Linked DNA regions of Mus musculus: region 1 is linked to region 2. Evidence: chromatin contacts called from public HiChIP or PLAC-seq data. All regions are on one chromosome and are shown on one strand. Each heading gives the region's core, a stretch centred on a gene start, on an enhancer-like site or on the middle of the called end of the contact. The rest is flanking DNA. Distances are from core to core; before and after follow the strand shown. Region 1 overlaps Gm41534 (a long non-coding RNA gene). Region 2 has its middle 16 kb from the start of Gm41534.

The links. HiChIP or PLAC-seq counts read pairs in DNA pulled down with a chosen protein or histone mark.
Region 1: a contact with region 2 is called in an H3K27ac HiChIP or PLAC-seq map of stem cell-derived epiblast-like cells, with 2.7 times the contacts expected there. The contact joins two enhancer-like sites. A contact is called at or near these places in 1 of 484 Hi-C or Micro-C datasets (myocytes) and 2 of 115 datasets of contacts at active chromatin or transcription factors (epiblast stem cells and stem cell-derived epiblast-like cells).

What each region holds. Positions count from the first base shown.
Region 1 is chr17:16,372,987-16,375,686 of GRCm38.p6, reverse strand. All of the region lies in intron 2 of Gm41534 (a long non-coding RNA gene), which reads right to left. Among named protein-coding and RNA genes, the nearest start is that of Gm41534, 140 kb to the right of the region's middle. Within about 2 kb of position 1,421, at least 12 of the 459 cell types and tissues checked have an H3K27ac peak or open chromatin away from gene starts, as enhancers often do. A contact at or near this core is called in stem cell-derived epiblast-like cells, where this site is marked.
Region 2 is chr17:16,218,455-16,221,154 of GRCm38.p6, reverse strand. No RefSeq gene overlaps it. Among named protein-coding and RNA genes, the nearest start is that of Gm41534, 16 kb to the left of the region's middle. Within about 2 kb of position 1,319, at least 18 of the 459 cell types and tissues checked have an H3K27ac peak or open chromatin away from gene starts, as enhancers often do. A contact at or near this core is called in stem cell-derived epiblast-like cells, where this site is marked.

The sequences.
Region 1 (2,700 bases), core at 172-2,671, 150 kb before region 2:
GACTATTAATTGCTTTTTTTCCTTAGCATCATTACCTTCTAATACTATGAAATCAGTCTTCAGAGCTTGGCCAGACCAGGTTATATTCTTTCTAATTCTCTGTCTAAAATTTTTGGTATTCTCAGTAATAGGGGCTTTACCTTTGAATTCTGTGAATTAGTCAGAGGCAAAATCAATAACCTATAATTGTTTTGGAGTTACTGTGCATATATAATCAATAATTTGAAAGGATATTTCTTATGCACAGTGCCGAGATTTTTGTTACATAGTCTATCACTCTTTCAGAGAACATTATCACCCCAAGTGGCATAACTTCATTTCAACTATGTATATGTGGATGTGAATGTATATGTATTTGCATGTATGTATATGAACATATATGTATCCGTGCATATATAATTTTAAGTAAATATAAAATAAAATGATTCCCTATAGTCTTTTCAAATACCCTTATTGTTATTTATTTTTCCATCAACTCCCATACTGCCTTCTTCTCCCCTCCCCAAGAAAGCCCCTTCCTACTGTTTTGCCCATCTTCCCCTTTATAGCACCTATATCCAGCTACCCTCCTCTCTAAAGCTCCATCTGGCCCATCCTCCCATTGTCTCTTTTACTTTTCCTGGTTGCTGTGGTTGTACCAGGTTGTGCTCTCACATATGATGATTTGGAGCCAAGAGCCACAAAATGTGGGGGTTGGGAATTGCTACACACACTCCAGTGTAGTCTGCTTGACAGGCTGAGAAGCCTGGAAGCACTCATGAGGCAAAGAGTTTCAGAGAAACTCACCTCCTGGAACCTTGGCGTTCTCATAACCCGTATACTCATACCCTATCCCTGCGTTAGTCTGGTGTATGGATCCACGTGCTCTCTTTTAGTATTATTTTATTATAAGTGCCTTTTAAGATTGAATTCTGACATAGCTAAGCCTTCGCCAGTGTTCCAATGTCCCAGAAAATCCTTGAAGTCGACAAACTTGGAATTCAGTAGGAATTCAGTAAGAAGGCTACCTATTCAGGAACATTCAAATTTACTTCTAGTAGAGACATTGAAACTAATTAGGCATTACAAAGAACAGAGCCAGAATAGCTCAGGGCTGGTCTGCAGAGTGTTTACTTGGGACAGTAGCCAGTCTTACCCAAACAAGGGAATACACAATGGCCTAGCTAATAGGTGGGTTTACCATGTAAAAGTTAGGGAATCCCACTGAGACAGGAATCTTCACTACAGCCAGGTATAGCAGTCTACATTGCATATTAGAAGCAAGTTGGTGAATTCTTCTGACAAATGGAGATTCTCCACAGATACTTAAAAGAACAGCCAAGTTACACTCATACAAGAATTTATCAGGCCTAGGAAAGAGGGGGGTTGTGGTATTGCATTATTCATGAGAAGGCCTGCTAGAGCAGAACCCCCTGGTGCTAGCTTTAACAAGGCTCAAAGGAGTAGCACAAATTGTGACTAGGGTGTGAAATCCTTACCTGTCATTTGCTGACCCTAGGCAGGGCGGTTTTATCTTTACTGTAAATATTACCTGGTTCCTGTAAGTCCTTTTGAAGTCATTCCTTTGTTTTGTGTCAGGTAACTTCAATGTACTTTGCCTGCTGTGACATCCTACCCCCTTTATTTTCTGTATTATTTAAGACTGGTGTTCACTTTGTGACAATACATTCAGATTCTACACAATCTCCTGTTTTGCATCTGTCTGTCATTCATTCGCCCGACTCCTTGTCCACCTGCAACTAGAGACCCATTCTATGCAAACAAGGGACCAAGAGGGTCTGCCGAAGTTTGGCGCTATATACCACTCAGAATAGTATTTTAACTTCCATTCACTTACCTACAAATTTTGTGATTTCATTTTTCTTTACAGCTGAATAGTGTTCATTATGTATATGTACTAGATTTTTTTTTTAATCCATTTTTCAGTTGAAGAACATTTAGGTTGTTTCCATTTCCTCACTGTTGTGAACAGAGCAGCCAAAAATCAGTGCTAAGCAAGTGCTTGTAGAGGAGGATGTTAAGTCCTTTGGGCATATAAGAAGGAATAGTATAAGCGAGTCATGCAATTGATCTTATTTTTTAGAATAATCCACACTAATTTCCATAGTAGTTGTACCAGTTTGCAAAAACAACAATGTATAAGGGTTCTCCTTTCCTTACATCCTTGCCAGAATTTGTTCTAGGTGATTTTGTTGGTCTTATTCAGCCTGCCAGGGGAAAAATGAAATCTCAAAGTTGTTTTTTAATTTGCATTCCCCTAACTGCTAGAGACCGTGAACTATTTTTAAGTGACATTTTAGCCATTTTTATTTCATCTTTTGGGAATTTCTGTTCAGATCCATAACCATTTGAGTTATACAAATACATAATAGAAAATTCAAAAAAGGAAAGTTTCCAGTTGGTAAAGAGAAAAAATAATCTGTGGAAATTCACCAAGGTCAGCTGACTAGAAATAGTGGCAAAGCCAGTGTGAAGGTCACAGGACTCCCTTCACATAGCTATGGCGTGAAGAGCAGCTGTGTGACATCTGTTGTTTTTCATTTTGCAAGATTTTGGTTTCCATGGCCTTTACTATTCTGAGAAAACTAATGTAATATTCCCCAAATAAATTAAGATCTTCTTGGCTTCTTAAATGTAAGCTTCTATTAAAACTAGACTAGGAAAAAGAATAGTGAAAATCTTCCACTGGGATTCTGGGGT
Region 2 (2,700 bases), core at 70-2,569:
AGAACTTTAGGATCCAAGGGCCCTGTGGCAGTGAGACAGATAAGTGGCTGCTGAATTTGATTCCTGGCTGGTCTCATGATTCAATCTACCACGCACCAGAGTAATTCTCGGTTGATCATATAATCCTTCCCTGTACACTTTCCAACCTGGTCACATTTTTTTCCTTTGTATGTGTCTGACTCTCCTGTGCCACAGAACTGCCTCTCCCTTCCGGCCCTTCCCTTACCTAGGAGATTAAGCAGGATGAGTCGGCGCTTTCTCCCCTTCACTCAGATCAGATCCCTGAAGAATTCAGATTTTGACAATAGATTCGATTCTCTTTCATGTGATGCCTAGCTGCTGTCTTTGGATCATATAGAATGATAAAATGGTGTTTCTCTCTACCGCTGATTCATACACCAGAATAGTCACTGGATCTGAAGCTGGCTCTGAGTCTCCTGAGGACTATGGATCTGTTATAAAAAACAGTACTGCTCGGCTTTATATGGTTTGTCTTTGGTAAACGGCTTCCATTTCCTCTCTTTACTCATTGTGGTGTTTTATTCCCCAATATTCCTTCATGGATTTCCATGCTGGATCTGGCTATCTATCATCTATCTATTATCTATCAATGTCCTATCTATCTACCTCTATCACCCTCTCCTCCCCTCAATAAAAATATTTTTTCTTGTTCAGAGTGTGTTGTGAGAAATATTAAAATGAACAGCAAATTCCTGCGCTACTTTGGGCACGGGGGTGGGGGGCGGGGGGGCCACATGGCTCTAGCCAGGTGTTCTCATCTCAGCAGACTCTCTGGCCCCGGAGTTTCAAATCTTTCCACCCAGCTCGCTAAATTCCCACTGATGAATCGTTATGAGCTAGCCCCATGCTTCAAAATCCCCACGGCCTTTTTGGTGCACATCTGGCAAACCTACGCTTTGCTGCCGAACCTTTCTCTCTTAAACCCAGTCAAACCGTGGCATGAAGGAAAATGCAACACAAACTTTCAGAAACAATGGAAACTCAATCTCTGGGCACAACAACCATAATCCTAATCTTCTAAACCATATTAAATCTAAATCCTCTGTTGGAGAATCTTGGCATATTGGCCATATAAACCGGGAGACACTAGTAGCTACATCTTGCCTCTCGCTAACCCGACCAAAAAAAAAAAAAAAAAAAAAAAGCCCCTAACTCTTTTCTGTTTCCTCTCTTCCTCTCTCCAGCCCAGAAGTCCCACCTACTCTCCCAGGGATTAATTACTGTATTCATTAGGGGATGGGTCACAAGGAGTCACTTGTGTATGTGACTCATTCCTCATTCCAGACAACCCCTCCTAGGAGAATGGAATTAACATCAAAATACAACAGCACCAGGGCCTTGCACAAAAGTATCCTTCCACTGGCTCATACAACTGCAGTTTGTAAATTCCTGTCACCTGTCTATCAAGTTTATTTTGCCCCAACACAAACCTTTTATCATATCATCCAGCCCTTCTGATAAATCTGTAGTGTCAATCATTCATTGCATACAGTCTTTCCCTGACTTCATAGGGCCCCTGGTCCTACTTGGTTTTATCCTGGGCAACCATATTGTCGCAGAACTTTGACTTCCTCCTGCTAATCTTGTATTTCCTCATAGAAGCCTGCCTAACTGTGGTTTGAATATGAAATCTGCCCTTTAGGCTTTGCTGTTTGAAACTTGATCTTCACCTGGTAGTGCTGTTTGTAAAGGTTGTGGTAACTTTGGCAGGTAGAGGCATTAAAGGAAATGTATGGCTGGTGGCCTATACTGAACCTTTAAGACAATAATCACTTGGATGATTCTTACATATTTGTGTTTAGCAGAGGGGAAATTCATAACTTCTGGTAGATTTATATACAACCTTACTTTTGAAATAAGAACTCAACATGATATACATTTTAAACAAATATCTCAAACTGTGAGGTTCCTTAGAACTTTAAACTCCATAGTTCATCTAGATGAAATTTACTTCATGTACTGACTAAAATGTAAATTCTAAATAATTTCACTCAAGACCCACTGCGTTAGATTCTGTAAGGTGTTAGGTCTGGAAACCACCCTTGTTTGGAATTCCCAATGTTATTCTAATTCATACCAAAGTTTGAAACCCACTTTACGGGAGGTTCCTCCAATCCTATGATTTTATGATTCTGGTTTATGACTAATCAGCCTAAATTTTAGTTGGTACACCACATAACTCCCTGCCAAACTTCCTCAACCAAATATAGCAAGAGTTGACATATGCCAAAACGGCGGTAGTCTTTGTTAGTGCCCTTCCTAAAAGCAGCTGGGCCCACACAGCCTTATCCCCAGCTGTCTGGGCCAGGCAGCAGGTGCTGGGATGGCCATCCCAGTTCTATTCCATGTCTGCAGCTGTTTTTGTGAAGCAAATCTGGCAGCACTGCCTGCCCAGGTCTCCAATTTTCCCTTGGGTGGCCCCTGTTTAGTGGGTGGTCCAGCTCAGCCTTAGCTCTGGTGAGCATACATTCCTAAGTTGTAATACCCTGGCCAGTGCCCACAAAAGCCCTATGTGCTTTATGTTTGCATATGTATATGCACACTTTGGATTAGAGTAGTGCTTAAAGTACACTTCTTCCTTAAAATATATTTTTGTGTGTATCTGTGGACAATTATTTTACAAAATATTTTTATACATAAGTCTTAGTTGCAGATGAAAGGGACATGATCCAGGTCTCT